Linked DNA regions of Hordeum vulgare: region 2 is linked to region 1. A link is a contact called in public Hi-C data. All regions are on one chromosome and are shown on one strand. Each heading gives the region's core, a stretch centred on a gene start, on an enhancer-like site or on the middle of the called end of the contact. The rest is flanking DNA. Distances are from core to core; before and after follow the strand shown. Region 1 has its middle 55 kb from the start of LOC123430342. Region 2 holds the start of LOC123426843 (putative lipoxygenase 5).

Region 1 (4,229 bases), core at 561-3,060:
ATGATTTGAAAATGTTCAGGATTTTTAAAAAATATTCTTCATTTTCTAAATTTTTTTGACTTTTCAAAAAATGTACGTAAGTTCAAAAAATGGCCATGTTTCAAAAAGTGTAGATAAGTTCAAAAGATTATCATGTTTACAAATTTTTTCACAAATTTTCAAAAATGTTTGTGTTTCAATAAAAAACTAATATTCAAAAACTGCATGATTTTCCGAAAAATATCCCCGTTTGAAAAAAAGAAACTTTTTTTGAAAAGGGGAACATTAAGAATGGTGGATTTTTTTCAGTAAAAGTATTGTTCTCGTATAAATTAGAATATTTTTAAAAACTACACATTTTCTAGCTTCTGAACATTTTAAAGTTTTTTAAAATTTAGAAAACCAAAAAGGGAATAAAAAATAAATAAATAAAAGAAATACGAAAAAAGAAAAGTATTAAAATAATTAGAAAAAGGAAAAAATGAATACACTAAGAAAAGAAAAAAAATAGAAAAAATACTGTAAATACTAGTTTAAGATCCTTCTAGAAGGTACTCAAGACTGGTTAGGAACCTTTTATAAGGGTTCCAAAACCATACAATGTAGTTTGGGCGTTCTCTTGTAATTGAGCCGGACCATTTTGATCGTCAGTTTGTTCGCTTTTGTGCGAACGAGTGATAACCTGCCTGCTGGTCGTCGTGGCGCCGAAATCACTAGTTAGGAAAAGACCTTTCCAACGATTACTTCCATCTTTACAGGTTGTGACAAATAACGCACTGCATGCGTATTACTTGTCGCAACGTGGAAGTTTTTTCTTTTTTCGTAGATCTGTATTTTCAAAACGTTTTATCTCCTAAACCGTGTGTTCAAATCCCGAACCGTTTTCACCGTTGACTTTCTCACGTCGAGATCTTCAAAACTAGATCCCACATTGATAGGTTTTGATGAACTTTTTTTTGTGAAGAAACCGAAAGAAAAAAACAGGACAAAAAAACCGTGTCTCATGCGATAGATTTTTTTTAGAAAACACGGTTCTTTTTCCTTTCCAAGAGGCACGGGTCGTACTTCTTGCGAAGGCAAAACCGTGCCTCTCGCGGAAGCAACAACGTGCCACTCGCGGAAAAAAGAGAGCAAAAAACGCGTTTTCCCCTTTTCGGAAGAGACACGGGCGTGCATCTCGGAAAGACAAAACCGTTCCTTTCGCGGAAGCAAAACCGTGCCTCTCACAAAAGAAATAGAAAACTAGATTTTTTTCCTTTGGAAGAGGCACGAGCGTGCCTCCATTGAAGACAAAATCGTGCCTTTCGCGGAATCAAAACCGTGCCTCTCGTAAAAAACAGAAACCATGTTTTTTTACTTCCCGAAAGGCAAGGGCGTACCTCTCTTGAAGGCAAAACTGAGCCTTTCGTGAAAGCAAAACCGTGTCTCTTGTAAAAAAAAAAGAAAACATGTTTTTATTTATTTCTGAAAGGCACGGTCGTGCCTCTCGCGAAACCAAAACCGTGCCTCCTGTTGAAGCAAAATCATGCCTCTCGAAAAAAATAGAAAACGAGTTTTTTCATGTAATTTTTTTTTCATGAAAATATTGTATTTTTTTGTCGAAAAGTTACGAAAGACAGGTGAAAAACCATAACACCAAACAAATTTGGGAAAAAATCACTCAAAAAAGACGAAAACACGTGCGAAAAAATAATAAAAATTCAAAAAAAACAATGAGAGCGCGGCACGTGACGGCTGCTGGAAACGCGTCAAGTGGCGACGCGCGGGAGCGATCGCTGGAAGGGTCGCTAACTAGTTGCTTCCTCCCGGCGCTCGTGAGGAGAGTGGGCGAGCAAGTCTGGGGCGCTAGCGCTGCCTGGCTTGGCCTGCTGGGCGGCTAGCCAAGCGCCGGCGTTGCCTACTTGGAACAGCGGTTTAAAAATTCCTTCAATCATAAACAAAACATTTTATAAAAATGTCATTTTTTACATAAATAACAGATGTTGTAAGAATTCATGTAAAAGTTTTAGTTTTTTAAAATCAGATAAACAATTACTTATAAAATTTGCACACGCATTTTAATACATAAAAACAATTCGAAAGGATTTTTTAAAACACCAAAATATTTTCCCACTATTTTCCCTTTGGAGGTAGTCATTTTAACCTGTCTCATATATATTCTTTTTTAGCTGAAATGTAATTTGGATAAAAACCAATAAAGCCAAAAATTCTAGAATAGAAAATTCAAATGCATGACAAATGATGAGGATGATACATAGCTAATATATAACATGCCAAAATGAAATTTGGGATGTTACATTATCTTGGAATTAGAGCCAGGGATCAAGTAACTGAAAATTGTATTATTAAGAGTTCTTTTTTGGAACAAGATTAAGAGTTTTTTCTAAGGCACTCCATCCATCCCATAATGTAAGGTCATTTTTGACACTATGATAGTGTAAAAGGTCAGTATTTTTCTTAAAGCATTGTGTGATTTGCCGAGTTGCCTACTTTAGGGGCAAGTACACGAATGGTATAGCTAATCTTCTATATCTAAATATCTAGCCCACATTAATATATTTTTCGTAATATGTAAACATGTCACCTCATCACATAATATGCATGGAAAATGGTCCACTCTCGCAAACCAATTTTTTTCAACATGCAAGCATGCCACAACGTCATGCAGCATATATAGAAAAAGATTGACCTCAACAAACAATCATACATAATAATTTTCATTTCATTATGTTATTTATATTTAATAAATGTTTTACAACTATATAATAATAAAAGACAATAAAGTATATGCACTCCTTATTAGTTTTAGCTCTTATATTACTACTCAAAATATTCATGTTTCATGTGGTGGATCTCACTAAAAAATGTTACAAAAAATTTCCGTAACAACTTACAAGGCATCATCTTGCTCTATTAGAGAAAGTGTCATGTCTGAATTTAAAGTAAATGGTCGAATGTTACTACATGTTTAGGACTAGCAGAAGCATTGTTTACACACTATCATTATCTAACATGAGCTCATAAATATTTTGCATGAAGACAAGTCTTAAAGGATCTCCAATAGACGGTCCATACGTAAATATACCTAACTTTTGGATCTTCGAGAGAAAAAAACGCTGGTCCAACAGATGGTCCATATGTAAAAAAAATAGACCACCGCATCCCAAAGATGTAAAATACAACACTTCGTGATGCAAATTTGCATCACGAGATACATCCGATGTAAAACCGCGGCCGTCTGTGAAACCACCAAACGTCCATTCATTTTCCTGCATGCTCGCGACCGCGCACCCGCCCGAGCACCAGCCACCGGAAATCATCGTCGGCACCGCCCAAATCGTTGTCGTCCTCGCCGCCACCGCTCCAAATCGCCTATGCGGCCCTCGCCCGCGTCGCCTCCCCCGTCGAAGGGCTTCTCGCGGCCACCCCGCCACCGCCCTCTGCAGCTCCCTGACGCAGTCCGCCTCAGCCCCGCCCCGGCCCCATCCACCTCCGCTCCGCCCGCCCCCACCCGCACCGCACGCCGACGTTGCCCTCCCCTTGCCCGCACTACACGTCACTGCCCAGCTCCATCCATCTCCGTCCCGCGTCGCACGTCGCTGTCCGCTCCCTGCTCGGCCGCCGTCCCGACTTCTCTTCACCCGCCGCCGCCCCGACACGCTCCGACCGTCGACGCCACGGAGAACAACAACCGTGGAGAAGAAGAATACATGCATTTGTACAGTGGCTAAACACCAGCCCACGGCCGCCGACTCGTTTTACATCTTTGTTTTGGAGCATATGTTGTAGTTGTTGTTTTACATCTCCATTTTGGACCATCTGGTGGAGTTGAGCCTTTTTCAAAGATGTAAAAAATATTTTTTGTTGCTCCAAATTTTTACATCACCATTTTGAAGCATCAAAACATACATCTCTGTTGAAGATGCTCTTATGTTGTAAGAACCCGTAGACTCCAAGTTTGTACCGATCTAGTGGAGGATTTCATCTTCAGTGGTACTCGTCGGGGTGTCGGGTCGTGACTTTCAAGGTGAAAACCTAAGGTCTGACCTTCATTGGTTGTGCCTGGCGATTATCTTGTTGAAGGAATTGATTTGGAAGTGCGGAGTATTTTCAGGGTGAAAACCTAAGATCTTTGATCGGGCAAGGACGACGCTTGTGCACGACTCCCTTCTTGAATGCATTGCTTTTGGAGAACTGTTATGTTTCCTGCATGCTGTATTTGGGTGGTATGAGTGCTGTGGTGGTGGTAT
Region 2 (3,896 bases), core at 888-3,387, 500 kb after region 1:
AGAAAGCATTCCTCCGGTGTCAGTGAGTTATATGATCTCATGGTCATAGGAATAAATACTTGACACGCAGAAAACAGTAGCAACAAAATGACACGATCAACATGCTACGTCTATTAGTTTGGGTCTAGTCCATTACGTGATTCTCCCAATGACGTGATCCAGTTATCAAGTAACAACATCTTGTTCATAATCAGAAGACACTGACTATCATCGATCAACTGGCTAGCCAACTAGAGGCATGCTAGGGACGGTGTTTCGTCTATGTATCCACACATGTAAATGAGTCTTCATTCAATACAATTATAGCATGGATAATAAACTATTATCTTGATACAGGAATTATAATAATAATTATATATTTATTATTGCCTCTAGGGCATAATTCCAACACTGACGTCGGCCGCCCACGCATCGTGCAGGAGCGCGAAGGGGAATTGGGCCCACGAACCCTTTGTGCTTAGGAGTTAGACCGGCGGGCCGGCCTCTCTGTTGAGTCTTAGGTGGGGCTGCGTCGTGTCGATATTCCGAGGTCGGGCATGACCTAGAAAAGTGTGTCCGGCCAGAGTGTTATCGAGCGTGACGGGAAATGTGGTGCACCCTTGCACGGATGAAATTTAAGTATTCGAATAGCCGTGTCCACGGTTACAGGACGACTTGGAGTTGTGCCCTGATCGTATACATCTACAATTGTTACTTAACTGGATTTTAGTTGCCCCGGGATTGCTTCCTCACAGGGAGTCGAGGGAGGATCTGTGGGCGTGACCTCATTTTAATATTGCTGCAACAATATGATTATTAATTGTGTTACACCTGTTCTACTCTCGTCTATTGCTGCAAGACCCTGAAGATGCTAGTCTTCGATAGGAGTAGGCCTTCTCTCTCTATTCTTGCATTGCTGCCCTCAGTCCACATATAACCAACCCCCTTCTTTGATAATGATGCATACTTAGCATAGTTCTGATGTAAGTCTTGCGAGTACTTTGGATGAGTACTCACCGTTGCTTTGCTCCCCTTGATCCGTTGCTGCGTCCAGATGATGGAGCCCAGGAGTGGAGTTTCCTGCCGATGTCCGCCATCCCGATGATGTCTTCTTCATGGAGGCCGCTGAAGACCAGGAGTAGTTTAGTAGGTTCCCAGGCAGGAGGCCTCCCCTCGTTCGATCGTGTTTCTTTTGTGCTAGCCTTCTCTAAGGCACCCCATGTTTTATGTCTGTAATCAGATATGTTGCTTCCGCTGACTCGTTTGTTTATCGAGCTTCTGTATTCTAGCCCTCGAGGCCCCTGGCTTGTAATATGAAGCTTGTATTATTTTATTTGTGTCTAGAGTTGTGTTGTGATATCTTCCCGTGAGTCCTTGGGTTTGATCGTACGCATTTGCGTCTATGATTAGCGTACGATTAAAACGAGGACGTCACACATAAGGAAGCGGGATCCTATGCAGGAGGCGGGTGCTTGAAGAGAAAATGTATGGTCTGATGTAAAAAGCTAAAAAAGTTAGAGTGAAAAGTAGAGATACATGTATTAGAGTCTTGATTTTTTTATTCTTTGACGAGGCACACACCTTGCATTGGAGAGAAAAAAAAATCAATATTGATATGTAAGCTATTTTTTATCATGAGGCATCTGTATTCATATATTACTATTGTGTAAGCTCTTAGCTTCCATAATGTAAGATGACGTAGGCCCACCCGGTGGCAAAGCCACGATATGGCTCTGTAGCCGAGAGAAAGCCAAGGAGGAGGGAGGAGCCAAAAGGTTGGATCATGTCTAGTTAAATTTTACGAGAATGCATGCAAGAAAGTGAATCGCGCTTTTCTGATTCACATGATTAACCGCTCTTTCTTTTTTTTGACAATCCACATGATTAACCGCTTTGTTATGCAAGTACCGCCAGGATTGATGCTTTGGCGTACCACCTCGTCGAATTGTCGGCATTCAACCGGTTTCCATTGAGATGCACCTACATCTACGCGCACCAATCAAAACTATGAAACAGTTCGGTGGGTCCGCCGGGCGAACCACCCCACGGCCCCGCTCGCCCCCCTGGGTTTTATTGGGGGTGTACCCGGGGCTTTGTTGTCCGAATCATCAAGCCACAAAAGCCCATCCCCCGCGCTCACCGGCACCAGCACCAGCACCGGCACCTCACCTGCGTCGAAGCCTCGGCCCCGCAGCTCGCTCGCCCGCCGTTTTCTATTCGCGTAGGATGTATGGAACACGTGTGGCCGGCGCGGGGATTCCACATCGCGCTCGTGGTTTCTTTCCCTCGGGCGACCGCGCGCTCCGCTCGGGCGCTCGGCCTCCCTCTGCCTCTGGCTTAGCTACCCTTCGCCCTCCTCCCGCCAGCGCCTATATATAATGCGCTCCCAGTCCCACTACGAGAGAGAAAGGCAGCACAAAAGAAAACAGGGGGGCTGCTACTGGTGTCCGGTCCAACCGTCCAAGATCCAGAGCGAGAAACATATCCCCCTGCCCGGCCAGCCGCTCTGACCCATTTCGTCCCCGGCGAGCGATCTTAACCTTGCTAATCTGCGCCGACGAGGGAGGGGAGCTTCTTTCTACGGTCATGCCGCCGATGGAGCTGCTGGGGAGATCCTTCTTGCAGGCGGCAGGCTCTGCCAGCACCGCGGCGCATCGCGGCGGCCGGGAGCGCGGGCTCTGCTTCGCGAGCCTGGGCGGGAGGCCCTCGAGGAGGACGGTGCGGTCCAAGGCGCCGGTGGGCGCCCTCGCCGAGCGGGTCGTCCTCACCTCGGCGCCGGCCGAGAGGGTGGCCCGGCCGGAGGCGCACCCGCAGAGCGTGGCGGCGAGGGCCGTGGTCACCGTGCGCCGGAAGCGGAAGGTGGAGGTCAAGGAGCAGGTCGCCGAGCAGATGGACGCCTACGCCGACAGGGTCGGCCGGAGCGTCCTGCTCGAGCTCATCAGCACCGAGACGGACCCAAGTAAGCCCCCCCCCCGTCCCCGCCGCGAAGCTTCCTTGCTGCGTTTGAATTCCGTGGCCGTCGGGCTGCATCTTTGAATTCAGCTTTTCCTCCGCTTTCCGTTCGCCGCTTCAGCTCCACTCCAGGGACGAGAATATTCCAGCTGGTGTCTCTTGACCTGCGCGTGCGCGCGTCCACATGGAAGCCGAGCGCACGGCCACCAACCCCGTAGCCTCTGCTTGTCGATTTGATTTTTCTTCTTCTCTTCTCACATGTGGCATGCTTGTCTCGAGTAGTATCAAAATCAGAGCGAATCATTGGAACGGGAGCACGCATTGAGTTTGAGCTGAGCGGATCTTGTTGGCTTTTCTGCTGTTGCCAGGAAAGGGAGACCCCAAGAAGAGCAACAAGTCGGGGCTGGTGGGGTGGTTCGAGAAACGGGACGTCAAGGCGGAACTGGTGGTGTACACGGCGGAGTTCACCGTCGACGCCGCCTTCGGCGAGCCGGGCGCCGTCACCGTGCTCAACCGGCACCAGCGTGAGTTCTTCATCGAGAGCATCCTGGTGGAGGGCTTCCCGTCCGGCCCGGCGCACTTCACCTGCAACTCGTGGGTCCAGCCCAGCCGCATCGACCCTGCCCCGCGGGTCTTCTTCACCAACAAGCCCTACCTGCCGTCCCAGACGCCGCCGGGGCTGAGGGACGTCCGGCGTCGGGAGCTCAAGGAGCTGCGCGGCAGCGGCACCGGCGTGCGGAAGACCACCGACCGGGCCTACGACTACGACGTGTACAACGACCTGGGCAACCCGGACAAGGGCGCCGGGTTCGAGCGCCCCGTCCTCGGCGGCGACAAGCTGCCGTACCCGCGCCGGATGCGGACGGCCCGGCCAAGCACCGTCACAGGCAAGCCGCTCTCCATTCTTCTTTTCCTCTTCTCTTCTCCTTGGGCCGCCTTTGCCTTGGCACCACCGTCGGCATCGA

What was found. A called contact is a pair of places that touch in the nucleus more often than the background predicts.
Region 2: a Hi-C map of seedling shows a contact between it and region 1, with 2.3 times the contacts expected there. The contact joins the promoter of LOC123426843 here to the enhancer-like site in region 1. A contact is called at or near these places in 2 of 6 Hi-C or Micro-C datasets (leaf and seedling).

Annotation. Positions count from the first base shown.
Region 1 is chr2H:499,829,326-499,833,554 of MorexV3_pseudomolecules_assembly, forward strand. No RefSeq gene overlaps it. Among protein-coding and RNA genes, the nearest start is that of LOC123430342, 55 kb to the left of the region's middle. Within about 2 kb of position 1,811, at least 1 of the 3 cell types and tissues checked has open chromatin away from gene starts, as enhancers often do. A contact at or near this core is called in seedling, where this site is marked.
Region 2 is chr2H:500,327,131-500,331,026 of MorexV3_pseudomolecules_assembly, forward strand. LOC123426843 (putative lipoxygenase 5) reads left to right here and starts at 2,138. Exons shown (of 7, transcript XM_045110740.1): 1 at 2,138-2,938; 2 at 3,300-3,818. The coding sequence starts at 2,566.